Linked DNA regions of Mus musculus: regions 1, 2, 4 and 5 are each linked to region 3. The links are chromatin contacts, called in public HiChIP or PLAC-seq, Micro-C and promoter capture Hi-C maps. All regions are on one chromosome and are shown on one strand. The core of a region is the stretch at or near the end of the contact, and the rest is flanking DNA. Distances in the headings are between cores, read along the strand shown.

The links. Promoter capture Hi-C pulls out the DNA fragments that hold promoters and counts their contacts. Hi-C and Micro-C count contacts between places; a contact is called where the count stands out from the background. HiChIP or PLAC-seq counts read pairs in DNA pulled down with a chosen protein or histone mark.
Region 1: a promoter capture Hi-C map of hematopoietic stem and progenitor cells shows a contact between it and region 3. The contact joins the promoter of Ccdc130 here to the promoter of Prkaca in region 3. A contact is called at or near these places in 20 of 39 promoter capture datasets (the 3T3-L1 cell line, the C10 cell line, the HPC-7 cell line and 12 more), 1 of 484 Hi-C or Micro-C datasets (the HPC-7 cell line), 7 of 115 datasets of contacts at active chromatin or transcription factors (the 230-238 cell line, bone marrow-derived macrophages, effector CD8 T cells and 4 more) and 2 of 9 other capture datasets (adipose tissue and liver).
Region 2: a contact with region 3 is called in a Micro-C map of embryonic stem cells, with 7 times the contacts expected there. The contact joins the promoter of Cacna1a here to the promoter of Prkaca in region 3. A contact is called at or near these places in 1 of 39 promoter capture datasets (hippocampal neurons) and 1 of 484 Hi-C or Micro-C datasets (embryonic stem cells).
Region 4: a contact with region 3 is called in a promoter capture Hi-C map of embryonic stem cells. The contact joins the promoter of Pkn1 here to the promoter of Prkaca in region 3. A contact is called at or near these places in 17 of 39 promoter capture datasets (the C10 cell line, the HPC-7 cell line, HPC-7-derived erythroid cells and 11 more), 2 of 484 Hi-C or Micro-C datasets (B cells and bone marrow-derived macrophages), 18 of 115 datasets of contacts at active chromatin or transcription factors (SST interneurons, bone marrow-derived macrophages, craniofacial prominence and 13 more) and 2 of 9 other capture datasets (adipose tissue and liver).
Region 5: an H3K4me3 HiChIP or PLAC-seq map of embryonic stem cells shows a contact between it and region 3, with 6 times the contacts expected there. The contact joins the enhancer-like site here to the promoter of Prkaca in region 3. A contact is called at or near these places in 6 of 39 promoter capture datasets (the 3T3-L1 cell line, the HPC-7 cell line, HPC-7-derived erythroid cells and 2 more), 2 of 484 Hi-C or Micro-C datasets (embryonic stem cells and pro-B cells), 1 of 115 datasets of contacts at active chromatin or transcription factors (embryonic stem cells) and 2 of 9 other capture datasets (adipose tissue and embryonic stem cells).

Annotation. Positions count from the first base shown.
Region 1 is chr8:84,268,477-84,271,974 of GRCm38.p6, reverse strand. Ccdc130 (coiled-coil domain containing 130) reads left to right here and starts at 1,573. Exons shown (of 10, transcript NM_026350.3): 1 at 1,573-1,633.
Region 2 is chr8:84,413,553-84,417,056 of GRCm38.p6, reverse strand. It overlaps Cacna1a (calcium channel, voltage-dependent, P/Q type, alpha 1A subunit), which reads right to left and starts at 1,693. Exons shown (of 47, transcript NM_007578.3): 1 at 1,114-1,693. The coding sequence starts at 1,412.
Region 3 is chr8:83,971,628-83,975,151 of GRCm38.p6, reverse strand. Prkaca (protein kinase, cAMP dependent, catalytic, alpha) reads right to left here and starts at 2,174. Exons shown (of 10, transcript NM_008854.5): 1 at 1,920-2,174. The coding sequence starts at 1,965.
Region 4 is chr8:83,697,897-83,701,051 of GRCm38.p6, reverse strand. Pkn1 (protein kinase N1) reads left to right here and starts at 1,873. Exons shown (of 22, transcript NM_177262.4): 1 at 1,873-2,085. The coding sequence starts at 2,065.
Region 5 is chr8:84,354,553-84,358,121 of GRCm38.p6, reverse strand. It overlaps a transcript of Cacna1a not described here. Among named protein-coding and RNA genes, the nearest start is that of Gm23626, 24 kb to the left of the region's middle. Within about 2 kb of position 1,386, at least 42 of the 459 cell types and tissues checked have an H3K27ac peak or open chromatin away from gene starts, as enhancers often do. A contact at or near this core is called in embryonic stem cells, where this site is marked.

The DNA of each region.
Region 1 (3,498 bases), core at 324-2,823, 300 kb before region 3:
ATAAACAGGAGTGTGTGTCAGGGTTGCTTATAAGAAGGGTTGACTCAAAAGCAGGCCCTAGAGTCTCTGCTCACACTGTGAGTCCCCTCGCCCTGTCATTGACTCTTTATATAAAGCTGAGCTCAGGGGCCTTCAAGAATCTTCCATGTTACTAACCTTTTATTTTTTAATAGACCTGGCAGAAATGAAGATATCTAGAGAGACTCGTCCCCACATCTCTCAATCTATCAGACCATAAAATAATGAACTCCAAAGAAATGGGAATTTCCCCAGGAATCTCATGGTGGGCAAAAGAAAGGGCGCCAGCCAGAGGGGGAAGAGAAAGTCTTCTGGAAAGAGATTTCACCCAGTTCTAGGTTTTGCAGACCAACTTACAGGATGAGACTGAAGCCCAGACAATGGTGGGTCAATGGTGGGCGGGACCACACCTTGACCAAGACTGCTTAGATGTGAGATCCTTGTACCTTTAAACCATGATCTCACACCAGAACTTAAGAGTGTCCCTTCCCCGAATCGCTTTCTAAAGTGCCACCATTGAATAAACCTCTTTTTTTCTGCTTTCTACTTTTTTGGTGGGGGTGGGGGGGCAGATTTTTTTCGAGTCAGGGTTTCTCTCTGTAGCCCTGGCTGTCCTGGAACTCACTCTGTAGATTCAGAGATCCACCTGCCTCTGCCTCTCTAGTGCTGCGATTAAAGGCGTGTGCCACCGTCCCCCGGCTTTGCTTTGTACTTTTTGTTTTGGGTTTTTGTTTTGTTTTGTTTTTTGAGACAGGGTTTCTCTGTATAGCCCTGACTGTCCTGGAACTCACTTTGTAGATCAGGCTGGCCTCGAACTCAGAAATCCACCTGCCTCTGCCTCCCAAGTGCTGGGATTAAAGGCGTGAGCCACCACGTCCGGCATTGCTTTGTACTTTTAAGATTTATTTACCTGAACAGGTGTTTTGGCTGCATATATGTATGCACCACATACTTGCCCAGAGACCTACAAATATCCCTCTGACTCTACTTCCCTCAGTCGTGGCACACTAGCACTCACCCACACACATACATATGTATTTTTTTGAGACAGTGTACTCCTGACAGGCCTTTGATTATGTAGACTACCTGCCTCTGCCTCCAGAGTGTTGGGATTAAAGGTGTTGGCCACCACGTCTGGTCATAAACATAATTTTTTAAAATCCATAAATAAATAGCCTGGGCTGTATTGGTAATCCCACTACTTGGATATCACAAGGCGAGTCAGAAATTCAGAGTCATCTTCAGCAATATAATGAGATGCAGGGTCAAACTGGGATACAAGAAAACCGGTCTCAAACGTCAGTCAAATCAAAGCTTAAAAATGACGAATCAGCTCCTTCGAAAACGCAACCGCCAGGGAGGGCTGGGCGGTGCCAAAGTAGATCTTCCGGGAGGAAGCCATCTCCAATTGGACCACTCCCGGTGGGCGGGGCTTCTAACGGCTAGACAGGCCTGAATTGGTCAGTCTGCAATAGCCTCAGCCAATCAAGATGACGAAAGTGCCTCGCTCCAGCTTGCGCAGGCGCTTTTGGGCCGCAGAGGCGGGCGCTCTGCGGGTTCCTGGCTCCGGGTGTGCTTCCGGGCTGGTGGAGGCGTGACGTCAGGGAGAGGGCAGGTAGGTACGGGGTGAGGACCGGTCCGCGACGGCAACGGGGGTGGCAGGTCCTCAATCCCACCACTGCGTCCTGGCACGGGAGATGCTGTATCTGCGGACGCGAGCGGGTTCCCAGGGCCCAGCCTCCGTTTTAGGCCAATGGCACCTCTAGGCGTCTTCATGCTGAAGATGAGCCCTCCTAGCCTGAATTGAAACATAGTGCTTGGGAACAGTAGCTTGGGGGCCGGCAAGGTGGCTTAGCTGGTAGTGGCGCTTGTGGCCAAACCTGACAACATGAGAGTTCGACCCCTGAGCATGTTGAAAGAATCGATTCTTGTAGGCTGTTCTCTGATCTACATTCTCACTTCGTTGCACACTCTGCCAACACACGCAGAACAAATAAATGTAATTTGTAAGGGGCTGGCGAGGTGGCTCCGCGGTTAAGAACTTGACCTGCTCTCTAGCAGAGGACCAGGGTTCAGTTCCCAGAGCTCACAGCTGCCTGTATCTCCAGAGAATCCAACCCTCTACCCTTTCCGGTCACCTGAACTCACTTCTGCACACACATACACATAACAAAAATATTTTTTATAGTTGTTAGTAAGTAGGAGAAATTTGAAATTGTCACTTTTCTTTGTCCCATGCCTGTTCTTCTCAATACTTAACACCTGTCATGACTCCCAAAGGCAGTCTCAGCGGCTGAATCCTTTAGAAAACTTTTTTTTTTCCCCAAATGGAGAAACTGGGATCCAGGTAGCCCCTGGCCCAGAGTCAGGCAGCTAGGAAGCAGCAGAGAGGAGATTGATGCCCAAGCTGTGGTCTGCTGTGGCATTTGAGGTCAGGAATGACCCTTGGCACAGAAGAGCCCCTGTGCATCCACCTGAGCAGACTGGGTGTAATCTGGCTGTGATACTACCTGTGGTGATTAGCCATTTAAGACTTCAGAAGCTGAGGCTGGAAGATCTGGAGTACTAGGCCAGCCGGGATTACACAGAAAGGCATGTCTCCAAAACAAACATGTTCAACATTGTAAAGCAGACCCCAAGCACATAGCACTTCAAGCTGGGTGTCCACACTACCAGCCCATACACTTTTTCATTATAGCAAACCCCAGAGTCACTCCCGCTCCCATTTCCCTCTGTTTTTAATTTTTGTTTGTTTTGATTTTGCTTTTTGAGACAGGGTCTTCCTGTCTGGTTCTGGCTAGCTTGGAACTTGGCTTTGTGGACCATACTGGTCTCGAACTCAGTGTGTACCCTCCTGGTTCCACACACACACACACACCCCGAATGCTGGGATTAAAGGCATACACCATCACTCCCTGGTCTGTATTCTCTTCTGACAGGCGATGAGCAGGCACTCCACAACAGTCAGACCCAGGTCCGCAGCTGGTAAAGAATGGAGCTTGAATTTAAACTCAGGTAGCTGTGCCTCGCAAACCTGGCTGGGCATTGAAGTACTTGGCCACCAAAGGTATCTGGGTCAGGACGTGTGATGATGACTCAGTAGGTGAAGACACTGACACCAAGCCTGGCTATCTGAGTTCCATCCCCCATGTGGGGGAAGGAGAGAGTTAACTCCTCCTCTGACCTGCACACAATGGCACAGTCACACCTGGACACACACACACACACAATGTTTTGTTTTAATTTAGGGGTGGAGAGATGGCTCAGTAGTTAAGAGCACATACTGCTTTTCTGGAATATCTGAGTTCAGTTCCCAGTCCCCATGTCAGGTGACTCAACGGCTGCCTGTAATTCCAGCTCCAGGGAGTCTAATGTCCTCTCCTAGACTCTCTGGGCACAAGCACACACTATTTAAAAATAAATTTCTCTTTTAAAAACCTTACCCCTGGAGGTGGTGATGCACACCTTTAATCCCAGTGC
Region 2 (3,504 bases), core at 444-2,943, 440 kb before region 3:
AGACGGCAGAGAAACCTCAACTCTACCCACCCGCGCCTGCCTGCATCTCCCCAGATGCTAAGCATGTCCTCTTCCAGGTTTATGGGAAGCAAATGAGGACTTCATGGAATCAGGGGCACTGTGTGTGCAATCAGTCTCCGCAGAGGAAAAACGGCTTTTTGCCATTTTTCTCTGGGTCTTTCATGGAAGGGGGATTGCCTACCTGCCCAAGATGTCTATATGGAGGCTGACCCTCCTGGTGTTCCTACCCAGGTCCCCAGTGTATGAGAAGCTAAACCCAAGCCCACAAAAAGCCCTCCAAAGGGTCCCCACTTCTTTTCCTTCCTTCAGCCTTCCCTCATACTGAAACAACACACCTCAAATCTTCCCAGGCCATGGGCCTCACCAGATGGATGGCATTATGTTTCTTTACACCCCAAAAAATAACGCTGAAGGGGTTCTGATCTGTGACAGGAGAGAATGGAAGTTGCACACAGGGCTTCTGATGATGTGTCCCTCAAACCACTAAAAAAAAAAAAACCAGTCCCCAGATGCAGCTGGTGGCCCACCCAGAGCCACTAACTGAGGGATGGCTTCTCTACGGCCAGGCCACATGGTATCCTATACCCTAGGCCTGAGGATCCCACCTTGGGTGGAAGGCCAGGGTTGAGAGATCGGGGTACTATTCCGAAGGATTTGAGGGAGACATGTATGGGTTCTCTTACCCTGTAACCCAAATCGTCCAAGCACTGGCCCAGCTAGGGCTCCATCAGAAGTCAGACCCCATCAGAAGAGCCCCCATCAGTGTCCCCGCGCGACCCGACCCAGGATCCAGACCTTCGGTCTTCACAAGGAACCACTCACTCCCCCAGTCCCAAGCCTCCTAACTACTCGCAGGCTCACTCTGCAGCGGCAGCCCAGCAGGCCTGGAGGCTGCCTCCCTCAGCTACCGGGCCCCCATCTCCAGCCCCTATCCGCCGAGAAGCCCCCCAGCTCCCATCAGCCCCCAGGTCTCTTTCCCAGCCCCGCAGAGGAAAAAAGAGGAGGAGGAAAAGGAGGAGGAGGAGGAAGAAGAAGAGGAGGAAGAAGAGGAGGAGGGGAGGCGCAGCCGCTCGGGCTGGGGCAAAAGGATATGGCCATTCAGTGATCTTTTTGGCGTATTTTCTCACCACGTTGTCTTCACTGAAGAGGAACAGGGAGCGGTTGACCGTGAGGCAGTTCTGGCGGACAGGGATGGGGTTGTAGAGGGCCATGGTCCGCGCTCTCTGCGCCATCGACTGCTTGTACATCCTCTGCGCTCCGGGCTGCCCGCCCTGCCGGCTGCCCCCGGCTCCTCGGCCGCCCGCGGCGCCCACGACCACCCCGGCGGCCGGCCCTGAGCCTCCTCCGCCTGCGCCGTAGCGGCCCGGCATCTCGTCTCCAAAGCGGGCCATTCTGCAAAGAGCAAAGGGCCTCGGGTTACGCGGCGGCTGCTGTTGCTGCGGCGAGCGCTGCGGAAGCCACGGCCACCGCCACCACCACCACCACCACCGCCGCCGCTGCTCAGGCTGGCCGGGCTGTGGGGACGGCGGCTGCACCTGCGACTGCGGAGACGCTCCACGGCCCAGCCCATCGGGCGGCGGCGCCCGGCCTCAGCTCGGGGGGCTCACGAGCGGGACGGCCCGGCCGAGCCGGGGAGCGCGGCTCGGGACATGCCGGCAGAGGCGGTGACCCCGGGCGGGAGGAGGGGTGCGGGGGAGGGCGCGGGGGCGGGGCGCGGGGGAGGGGCGCGGCAAAAATAACCGGGGACGCGATCCAGGCGATCCCCGGCCACCCACTCCGGAGAAGAAGAAAAAAAATTTTTTTCAGTTAAAAAAAAATCAGTTAAAAAAAATAGTGTAAAAAGATCAGCTTTTTTTTTTTTTAAAGCAACGCTCCAATGCACACCCCCTTTAAAACGCGAAGTCTAAACGAAGGACGTCCCCCCTCCCTTGGACGCAGAGACTGGCTTCAAATTCCTCCGAGGTCCGGGTCAGCTTGGCATCTTGCTAAAGGCGTGGGCTCGGCCCATTAGTAAAAAAATAAAATAAAATAAAAAGAAAAGAATTAAATAACAAAAAAACAAAACCAGGTCTTTGCTATAGGAAGAGGGTGGCAGCGAAGGATTTGTCCGTCTGTTTTGCTGACTTTCCTAGACCTGGAAAGAATAGAAAATTCCTGAAAACGCTGCAGCCCCTCCCCCAAATTCAACCCGACTGGAGAGCAGAGGGCGGAGGAGCGGGGCGCAGGGGCGCGGCGGGGCTCGGAGGCTTCAGGGAGCCGCTGGTCCCCGGCTTTGAAAAAAAGCCGATCTGTTTTCCTCCTGATTCAGCAGCCGCCGGCTCCTCTGCGCGCGGAAGCGTGTGTGCGCGCAGCCAGGCGCGGCGCAGCCTCGGCCGGGGGGAAATTGCAGCAGCGCAGTCTTGAAAATTCCCCACGGGGGGAAGGAGGCGAGAGAGCGAGCGAACGAGCGAGGGAGGGCGGTGCGCGCCGCTCGGCAGAGGTTCGGGCTGCGGCAGAGCCTGGCAGCATCCCACCCCCGGGTGCCTCCCTCCCTTCCCCCCAGCTCCGCTGAAAGAAGAGGTGCGGGGTGCGAGGAGGGAGCTGCCCGGCCGGGAGCCGGGGCTAGATCGCGGCCCTGCGCCCTAGAGCAAGACCCACCCGGCGACACGCGCAACCAATCACCAGCGCGAGAGCAGGCGCGGCCAGGCGCGCAGGGGGAAGTCGGGACAGAGTCCTCCGGCACAAGGGACCTTGCTTGCCACCCGAGGTCCGCGTCGCTGCCTAGAACGAGGCGTGCCCAACAGGAAGGAAGAAACTTAAAAGACCAGAGGGTTTGGTCTGGAGACTTGGTGCGGGTGGCCGACGCTGAACAAATGTGGGTCTGTTGAGCAGAAGACAGTTTTTATGAGCTAGAAGAATGGTTTGGGGCACTTCTAGGAAGGCTGTGGGTCCCAGGGGGCCAATCCAAGCTAATGTATAGGAGATCCTGGTGGCAGCCCCCGTGTGAGCTCCCAGGAGCAGACCACTCACTGAGACCTAGGGTGTTAGGCGGGGGCTGCTGGCCTAGCTCGGTTTGGCCCCTGCTCTATAAGGCACTTGGATCACCCCACCTGCTTTTTTTTTTTTTCTTCCTATTTGGAAACTCCATGAACACAGAGAAAACTACATAAATCACAAATGAACAAGTTGAGGAATTGCTGCGAATGAACCCTCCTGGAAGCCAGCTCCCCAGAAACCCGCCTACAGGCCTACACGGGGGCCAGTGCCAGTATAACTTCTGCCTGAGCATTCTGCTAATTCTTTTAGCTTTATTTATGACCTTGGCATGCCTTCCTCGGCAGGAGTTATGCTTTGCTCCTTTTGATCTCATAATAAGCATCATTCTGCAGAACCTGTGGGTGACACATTTTCTTTGCTGTATAATACTCTATAAAGAAAAGTCTACAATTTGCTTGTCCACTTTCTTTTTTCTTTCTTTCTTTCTTTTTATTTTTAATGGGCATC
Region 3 (3,524 bases), core at 925-3,424:
GGTCTAGGAGATGGGCTGGTCAGCAGATCTGGATGTGAACTCTGCCTGTGTGTTGTCATCTGTGTCAAACTCAGATGGCTCATCTGGACAGACATTATCAAAGTAAGTATGTCTATGGAGACCGTTTAACCAAGCCCTCCTGGATGCACGGAGTTCATCCGTCCAACTGACTCTCAAACTCTGATCTTTTCCTTGGGCTCTCCCCTCCTCTGTGGCTCTGTGCCTGTTGTGTGTGTCTGATATGCTTAAAGCTTTCCTAGCACTGTGCTCAGCTTTCAGAGGGGCCACTGCAGTATTCAGTCCACTGCACGTACCATCTACCTCCTGGTGGGCCTCACCTGCCAAGGGGGCTGGCCCTTCTCCTTCTGCCCGGAGCCCTCCAAGCTCAAGCCCAAGACCTTTTTGGGCACTACCCACCTGCTCCTCTGTCATCAAGCCCTCAACTACAAGCACTTGCCTCTGTCCCCCGCCCATCTGTGAAATGCCAGGCCTCTTAAGGCTGCTAGGCTGGGCTGAGCTCTGCTGGTTGAAGGGGGGGGGGAGGGGCAGAAAGTTCTTGGGCTTCTTGAGTGGCATTCGGGGGACTCAGACACTGAGAAGGGCACAGCTGATCAGAGCCTCCTTTTTGGGTAACTGGAAGCTGTTCTCAGCTGCAGTACAGCTTTAGCTTGGAGTGACACCACTTTGAGACATGAAGCACTGGGGGACAGGGCCCAAGGCCCTTTCTGAAGTAATTTCAAATATAGAATCACTTTTTTTTCCCTGGCTAGAAAAATTCAGCATGGTTTTTTTTTTGGGGGGGGGGTGTGTGTATGTGTGTGTGGATATACCTCCCTCTGGGTGAGCCCTCGGTATGCACAGAATCCATCTGTCTTAAGCAAACCAAATCATTAGCTGTCACCTATTGCTGGATGGCGTTACCCCAATGCGCGCAATTCTTCTGACCATCCCCATTCAGTGGAATGAGCCTTTGCTATTCATTTCATCCGCAGTTTCAAACCAGCCCCAGGGGCTGGGTGAACGACAGAACCGCAGTTGTGAAACGACCATTTATTGAGGGGCCTTCTAAGGAACCCAGACCTCAGGGTAGGCCAGGAGGGTGCTCTGCCGCTTTACCTCACCCGCAACCCAAGAAAAAGGACAGACGTAATGGCTCTGAGCAAGACCAGCTCCAACTTGGATAAGGAAGCGCAGAAGCAGCTCTCTAGGTTCATAAACAGTCTGCCACCCCAGCCAGGGCCAGACGAATGCACGGAGGAGGTGGAGTGACAGGATGAGAGGGGCAGAGGGACCCAGAAAGATCTTGTCCCCCATGCCAAGTGACACAGAAGGGAAAAACAATGCAGGAGGTGGCCCCGGGAAATGCTCATGGGGGTGGGGGTGGCTTGGAGGTGGGAGCTGTGATGAGGTGAATCGGGCAGGGGTAGGAGAAAGATGGCGGGGGCTGGAGGGGGAGGGGTGTGGTCACCAAGTGGCCAAGGTCCCTGCAGCGTGGACCCCACAGCACTCCCGAAACTGGCAGGAGCCTGGATCAGGGTCAGGCATTGGGGCGCTGTGTGGGAAAGGTAAGTGACGAAGTGGGAGGGGGTATAGAATCTGGAGAAAGGGACTAGGAGAAGAGGGGTTGGTGTGGTGACAGGGCCTCATCTGGGGCCCCGGCGGTCATACATGCAATGGTTGGCAGTGACAGCTGGGTGGGGGGGCACGGCCTTTGCAGTGGGGGATGGTAGGCCATGGGCACCAGGCCCTACTGGGGGCAAAGTATCTCTGCGGTGATCCGACCCCAACGTGAACAGGCAGCAGGCAGGGGTGCAGGCAGACAAGATTGGGGGGGCATATGGGGGAGGGGCCATGCAGTGATGGGCATTGCGCGGGCAGGCCGCACGCAGTGAAGATCAGGGTGACGGCCGGGCACTCACCGCTCTCCTGCTCGCTGCCCTTCTTGGCGGCGGCGGCGTTGCCCATCGCGGCGGCGTCGCGGCCGGGGCCAGTCCCGGAGCTGCGACGCGGCGGGTGCTAAGGTGGCCGGCGGCCCCGGAGCGCGCTGGGCAGCGGAGGCGGCGGCCCCTGGGGCTGGCTGCGCTGGCTGCGGCGCCACGACCCCCGCCCAGCCCCTGCTTCCCGCGTCTCTCTGCGCCCGCCCGCGGGGGAGCCTCAGCCCAAGTCCTCTGTCCGTGACGCCCCCGCAGCCCACCGCCCATTGGTTCAGGCCTCCCTGACTGACAGCCCTACGCCGCTGTCCATTGGCCCTCCGGAACCCTCCCGCGCCACCATAGGCTCCTGGATGAGTGACGCGAGTTGCAGACTCTCCGCCACTCACGGGCTCGTGAGGCCGCAGTCGGGCGGGCGAACGCACGTGATTGGCCGAGAAGCCCGAGAGGGCTTGGGGCTGCCCCTGCGAAGCCGTCGATTGGCGGAGACAGGCGGCCCCGGCTAGTGTCAGTCCCGGGGTGAGAGGGCGGGGCAGCGGCTCAGGCTGCGGCCCGGGCAGCGGGCGGGGCGGAGGCTGCGGCGGCTGGAGGGTGGCTGGGTGGCAGGCGCTGCGAGGTGCGGGAGGCGGCCCGGCGGACGCCCGTGCGGCAATGTGCGCGCTGCAGTCTCCCGCCCCTGCCCAGTGCGGCAGCGGCCACGGGCCAGAGGTTGACGCCACGGCGGGCCGGCGCAGCGGCTGTCCACCTGCCAGGGGGGGAGGGGCGGGCTGGCGCCGAGGGTCAAGGGTCGCCGGGCGCCGTTCGGTGTCATTCATAAGGAGGCCCGACACTGGGCAGCCGTGACCCAACTAGCTCGGGGTCCGCTTTGGTTTGCTCGCGACACAACTGGAGCTGCAAGGGGATGTTGGACCCAGAACTGAGGGCGTGCTGGGAGGAGACTCAGAGTATCTACACTCTTTGCTAAGGCTCAACCCTAGGCCCCTGAAAAGTAGTAACTACGGACGCCAGCCAAGTGCATTACTTCTTGTACCTTGCACGTTGGGCCTGCCATACTCCCATTTTATGGAGGCTCGGTCAGGCTAGTTCCTTGCTCTTAACTAATCTCCATTGCCTAGACATGACCAACATAACCTGCCCCTTTTGGGCAGGAAGAGAGCCGTTCTCCTTCCTTCTGGATGCTCATCTTTAAATTTTGTTTTTATGCAATGCTGGGGATTGAACACGATGCATACTCCCTGCGAAGTAAGCATTGTACCACTGAACTAGAACCTCACTCGGTGTTCTTTCAAGTCTGCACTGTCAGAACGTGGTCAGTTTCCCACCTTGCCACTGACACCAGGGGCCTGAGCACTCTGCTGGAGGGTCTCCTGCACACTAGGTTGATATCAGAACCCCACCCTCACACTCTGGATGCTGGTACTCTTCCATCTGTCTGCTGCCTGGGACAACACAAACATCTCCAGATACTGCTAAATGTACTCTTGGAAACAAATTATCCCTACCCTCACCAGAGCTCTGTAATAGAGGGTGGCCAGGGTGGACGGTGCTGGGTGGACGGTGCTGAGTGGACGATGAGCTACCTCTCCTGGACTC
Region 4 (3,155 bases), core at 624-3,123, 270 kb after region 3:
GACTTTTATCATTGCTATGTGGAGATTTTACAATACATTCTTTGTCTGTCCCTTTTAAAGCCTAGAGTACAGCTCTGTTCCCAGTCCACCCAAATCCCTAGCAGATTGTGATAAAGACTCACTGAGTAAATGAATGCCGGAAGGTTAAGGAGACTCTGGCTGGATTCCCAAGCCTCATCCCCAGAGGCTGCTCAGAACCTGGCAAGCAGGGCTCTGGGCAAAGCTTTCTCCCTGCCAACTCCCTCCGTGCCCTCCTCATCTGTAAGATGGGTGGGTTCCTTGCCTGATATGCAAGGGACCATGAACATCCTGGCTTTATTATGAAAGCAAGGGGCGTCTCTCTTTTATCAATCTGTAAAAAGGAAGTTAGATGACTAGTGTGGCAAGCTATTTAACTCACTCCACCAACATTTGAGCTATAATGAGGGTGTCAACTTGCTGAAGCAGCGAGTGGCAAGTGACCAAGGGCGGCAGGTGACACAGGACCTGGTGGGCTCCTCCTGGAAATGTCTAGACTTTAGGCTCCGTTGGTATGCGGTTTGGGGAAGAGACTGTAAGGAGGAGGCGGCTGGGGGACAAGGAAGGAAGCCTCTACTGTAGTCTTGAGAGTTCAGTGATGGAGTATTGGGCCTGTTCAGGGCTTAGGAAGATGAGTTTGGGTGCCCCCCCCAAATGATAGGGTGCAGAAGAAAAGCCATCCTGTAAGTCACTCACTGGCCACCACACATTTGGCTTGGCATGTGTGGTACATGCACGTGAACACACTCAATAAATGGTATAAAGATTAAAATAGGAGTTGAAGAGATAGAAGCAATACTACTCTTGTAGAAAACTCAAGTCTGGACCCAGCACCCAGGTGGTGCAGTCCACAAACAGTTTATAACTTCCTTTTAGGGCATCCCATGTCTTCTTCTGACCTCCAGAGGCACCCACACACATGTGCATAACTCACACAAAGAAACACATATATACACATGCAAGAAATTAAATATGAGTCTTTTCTAGCAAATAGTATAAGATTAGTCTTTTGGACAGTAATTAAAATCATTATCTCTCCTACCTTATAGGACTTTTAAGGAGATGTTTTAATCCTCCTCACCCAGTAAAACTTTTGTTTATACAAAGCGCCCCCCCCCCCCCCGCTCCATTCTAGGAAATTGATCGCTTGGAGCAGTGACCCCTTTCCCCTTCAATTTCCTCTGCGCCAATTTTCTCAGACTAGCCAATTGAATAAGACTGCGAGGTCACCTGAGTTAGAATAGAAACCATATGCACTTCCTGTCTTCTCTTTGCTTTTCCGCAGCGCACTGTCTTGATGAAGAGTAAAGTTTGCCTTGTTCGGACATTTCATTTTGAAGGATGGTCTCTTTCTTTGCCACCCCGAAACTTATTCCTAACACACATGAATCAAAATAAAGTCTTTAAAAAAATGAGCTAAAAGTGACAACTGCTGGCATTTATTGTGCACTTGGGATCTATACACTTGCCCTACTCTTCCTCAAGTTTTACAGACATCCTAGTCCTGAGGGGTATTGTGTTCCCCCAAGGCCCAGGACACTGGGATTTGAAGTCAGGCTCTCCCTGTGTTTGCCTCCCGGGAAACGGGAGGGAGGATGCCTCTGTGCAGCTGGGCCGTGTGTGTCGAGGGTGGTGGTGGACGGTGACCATTGCATTCAAAGGGGTTGGAGGCGGGGGACAAGGCCTCTGAGGCTCGCGGTCGCTTAGGCCCGCTCAGAGTCCCCTACGCTACAAGGAGCGCTTGCCGCACCCCACAGCCAACAGGGACCCTATTTCCCCGCTGCAAGCCCCGGGGGCCGCCGGGAGCCCCGCCCCCGCCCCGCCTCCTCCCCAGGCGCGGACCTCGGCGCTCACGTGACCCACCCTGCAGCCGCTGGGGCCGGAGGGCGCAGCTCGGCGGAGGCCTGGCCAGGCCGGGCCGAGCGCAGCAGGCCGGAGCGCGCCGCGCGCCTGGGAGGGTCTGGGCGCCGCGCCTCCCGCCGCACCCGCCCGCGCGCTCGCAAGCCCTTCCTTGGCGCTGGGACCCCTGGCGGGCGGCCGGAGGACATGGCCGGCGACGCCGTACAGGTAGGCGACTTGTCCGCACCCGCGGGGCGGCCAGAAGGCGCGGAGGACCCCAGGCACGGGTAGAGTCCCGGACGAGGTCCCCATCGGGAGCCCGCGCGGGCCCTTGTAGCAGGTGGAGGCGCCGACCGGGTCGGAGGAAGGGGTGCTGTTCGGGATTCTACCCCAGCATCCCCTCCTTTGGCCCTCCCCGAGAGTCAGCGTGTGTAGCGGGGTCCCCACTTCGGTGTCCGAGGCTAGCTGCGGATCCCGGTGCCTGTCGTCCCCACATCCTACTCTGGGTCCTGCAGCGTTCGGTTTCTGTCAGGTGCCGCTTCACCTGGAGCAGGTGCCTGGCACCCTGCCCCGGACCGGAGGAGTGCCCGGCCCGATCCCCTCCCCCGCACAACAAAGCCCGGGCCACCCCCGCCTGCAGACGTCTTTACGATGGTCTTGACGCCACCCAGATGGGCACCTGTTGGAGGAAGTGTCTAAGTCACTTCACTAGGCCTGAGGCCGGGTTCCTCCTTCCGCCTTGTTCCCCATAACCACCCTTCAGGCTGACAGATGGAGCTGTAACCCAGGTGGGGCGTGTCCTGTCACACAGACAGGAAGGATTTTATGTCTGGAAGGTGACAGGGCTGGGTCTCTACTCCCTCGCAACAGACACCTGTGACTGGCATCTGCCAGCCACATGGCCTTCCCTGTGTGACCTGTTGGGCGTTACTGAAGCAGGGTCAGGGTCGGGGTGACTGACTCCCCACTCTAATTCAGTGGCCCAAAATCTGAGATCTTTGTATCTTTGTGGCTCCATTAATTCGTCACCATGCAGTCCATTGTCCTGTGTAACTGGTTCTCATCTCCTTCTACACCTGCCCCCATGTCTCCCCTGTACCCTTCTGTACCCGTCTTCCCCAGTCCTGCTGATGGCCTGCCGGCCTTGCCGAGGAGCTGGGCGTATCTGGTGCTGCCGATCTCACAAGGTCAGACCTCCAGGCTGATGCACCGGTGCCGGCTCCCCTTCAAGCCCACTGAGGGCTGTGCAGGGCTGTCCCAGTACATGCATGTGCTTGGTGTGTCCCGAGTAGGACGCA
Region 5 (3,569 bases), core at 137-2,636, 380 kb before region 3:
ACGTGGGAAGACATATGGTTGGGGTAACTGATGCATGGGTAGACATACTGAGTGAACAGGTGGACACATGCATGGGAGGAAAGCCGGATACATGGCAACACCTAAGGGTGAGGAACGCGGGTCAGTTTGCCGCCGCCCATAGATGCTCAGACATACCACCAGGTGTCGCCATAACCTTAGGAACTACCTCAGAGGGCACGTCAAGTAGGCCTGCTTCACATCCAGCCATAACCTTAGGAACTACCTCAGAGGGCACTTCAAGTAGGCCTGCTTCACATCCAGCCTACCAGACGTGCTCAGGCCCACCTTGCATTCGTTCCCGCCCATCAGCACCCACAGGCTTCCCCTTCTCCAGGAACAGTGGCAGCTGCAGATAAGCAGGGTGACCACACACACGCAGCCTCCCTGGGATGGCAGGGTATGAAGACTGAGGGACTTAAACTGGTTCCTGTCTTGCTAGCATCAGCGGCTCCTGCTGTTACTCATGGGTACATCACAGCCATCAGTGTCAGCCCAGGAAACCACCCCAGCTTTACACCTTTGAAATAAAATGTTATTAAGCCCTAGCAATCCGCTTAGAGATGCAGTGGCAAAGGGATTGTTTGTAGTTGAACCTTTCTCCAAACCACTTCCCATTAGCTATCAGCGTAGCTCGTTCCCTCACAGCTGGGCCAGAGTACCTCTGAAGGCAGAATTTCCCAGCCTTTCCCAACATGCCCCACCTCCCCGCACCCTACCCAAGTCCCCAGAGAAAGCACTTGTCCCCTCTGCCAGTCCTTTCTGGCTCCACTGCGCACAAGGGATCCGGGTCTTTTACAAAGCCGGTTCAGAGTATTCCAGGCAACCTTAAGGCAGAGGGTTGATGGACTGTCAAGGGACAACTGGAGTCACCCACACCATATCAGCGCATTCTATCCCCTGAAGCTTGCCAGTTCAGGCTTGGCTGGCCCACAAGCCCCGCACAGCTCCCTTACAGCCTGCCCCGTGAATACTCACTCCCACTCTTTCCTTCTGGCCTGAGGGGTGCTGTGCATTTTGTGCGCCTGGTGGGCCAAGATGACATCCCGGTGGTCCACCACGCCACCACGCCGTTTCAGAGTTGGCCCCTCGAGGCTTCCGCTCATCTGCTGTGACCACGGGACATGCAGAGTCCTGGATGAGCCTGCCAGGGTGCAGTCCGTGCCTGGGTACCTTGGGCTGTGCAGGAGCTCATGACTGAGGGGAGAAAGCATGGGGTCAGAGCCCCAAGAGGCCCTCGGCATCCATGGGCCTCGCTCAGATATCCCAGGAGAGGAAACTGGAGGGAGAGAGGAGACAAGGAGAGCAGAGTGAGAGAAACTGAGGGGAGGCCAGGGCTGTGCGCGAGCAGGTGTGAACAGCAGAGGCCACCCCACCCTGCGCCCGGAAGTTCAGCGCCCCAGGCCCGGCTGCCAGGATTGAGTATTCCCTTGGCAACTGGGGGGCAGGAAAGACACTTCTAGCAGTTGCCGGGCAACACAGGCCATGGGTTGAAAGGGCGCAAGGGTGTGGCTGATGCTAAGCAATAGAACTACCTAGCTCCAGATCGAACTGGGGTGGGGTGGGGAGGGGTGGGGGAGGGGTGCTTTCTCACATCTAGATGCTCCCTTCTGCAAAGTGGACCCTCTAAAGCCCTTGCTTTCTGTGCTCTGGACCTGCGTCCAGTGGACTTCAGATCCCTGATGGCAAGTTCAAACTCAGTTGCACTGGACCAAGAGGCTGGTCCTGATCTGCTTCCTGTGTAGTTAGAAAGCACACCGAGAGCCTGTCTGTTAGTTTCTTTGTCTCGATGTTTTATTTATTATATTCATGTGTTTGCAGTGTGCATGGGGCACTGGTATGTGCATATATGTATGCGGAAGCCAGAGATCAACATTAGGTGCTATTCCTCAGGGGCTACCACCTTAGTTTTTTAGACAGAGTCTCTCACTGGCCTGGAATAGAGTAGACTATGCTAGCTGACCAGTGAGCCTAGTCTAGTCTGCCTGTCTCTGCCTCCCCAGCATCATGATTCTAGCTTGTACCACCATGCCTGGCCTCTGTCCCCACCCCCACCCCCACCCCCGACATGACACACACACCCTAGGGATTGAACTCAGGTCCCAATATACTAAGCTATCCCCCTAGCCCTTTATTTTCTTCTTGTTGTTATTTAAATTGTGTGTGTGTGTCTGTGTCTGTGTGTGTGTGATGGGTGTATGGGTGTGCCGTGGGCCATCTGTACTGATCAGAGGACAATGCTGTAGGCATCAGTTCTCTCCCTCCATCCTTGGGCTCCAGAGACTGAGCTCAAGCTATCAGGCTTGGTAGCAGTGGCCTTTACCCACAGAGCCATCCTATACCTTTCCGATTTTGCTGTTTTTTTATGTGCACGAGTGTTTTTCCATGCAGTCTGTGCATTGTCTGTGTACACACCCTGGGAGGTAAGAAGATGGTGCTGGATCCCCTGAAATGGGATCCTGCCCATTGTTAACCACTATGTGGGTGTGGTGTGAACTCCAGTCCTCTGCAGGAGCAGCCAGAGCCTTTAGCCACGGAGTCATTTCTCCAGTCCCTATTTTACTAATTTTTGAGGCTGTCTCACCTTGCTGCCAAGGCTAGGCTGAAACTCACAATCTTCTACCTGAGCCTGGACAGTGCGAGGCTTATACATACGCACCACCATGCCAGCTCTTTAATCTGTTACTTTGTCCTTGGTTTAATTCTATTTACTTGCAGTATGGAGGCAGAGTCGGAGCACACCACGCAAGGACTCGACTCCCAGCTCTTTTTCACTTTCTGTTTCGCCAAGTTTGTCATGAAACTTATTCTTGTAGCCCAGGCTGGCCCCAAACTTGTGATTCTCCTGCCTTAGCCTCTTGAAAAGCTGGTATGGCAGACAGGCCTGTACTGTCAGCCTGGCTTTTTTTATTTGTCACCACAGACTTACAGAGACTGGAGACATAATCCTACAGACGCCAAAGTCTCTCTAGGTGACCTTGGACACCTAGAGTGTGAATGTGGCTGGCACACTCTATTGTTTAGGAAGAAAATCACATGTGGGTGTTCAGTACAGACTCAACCATGGGCACTGAAAGCTTTCCCCTGCCCATGGGGGCTCTGTGTGCCCTGGCCTGTGTTGAAGCTGCTGGTCGGTCCTTCTCCACAGTGAGTGCAGAACACCAGCAGGCCAGGGGAAGCTGTTGTTTAAGATGCGATCTTACCATGTAGCCCAGCTTGCAGTGATCTCCCGAGCCTGGATTACTGATGTGTGCTGCCTCATCTGGCTTTATGTGGGGCTCGCAGAAAGGGTTTATTATAGCATTATAGGGTTTTATCATGCCTTGTGCATGCTGGGCAAGTATTACATCAAACTGAACTACATCCCCAGCTCATAAATTACCTATTTAACAGATTCTTTCTCCAAATATAGCCATTTGAAGGTACTTGGAATTACACTTGAATATACTAATTTCATGTGGCATTCAGTTTAGCCTTTAATGAAGAGTTGATGTGACATGTTGGGTGATCCAGCAACATATTAAATAGAGCCCAGAGAAGGCCACTGTGGA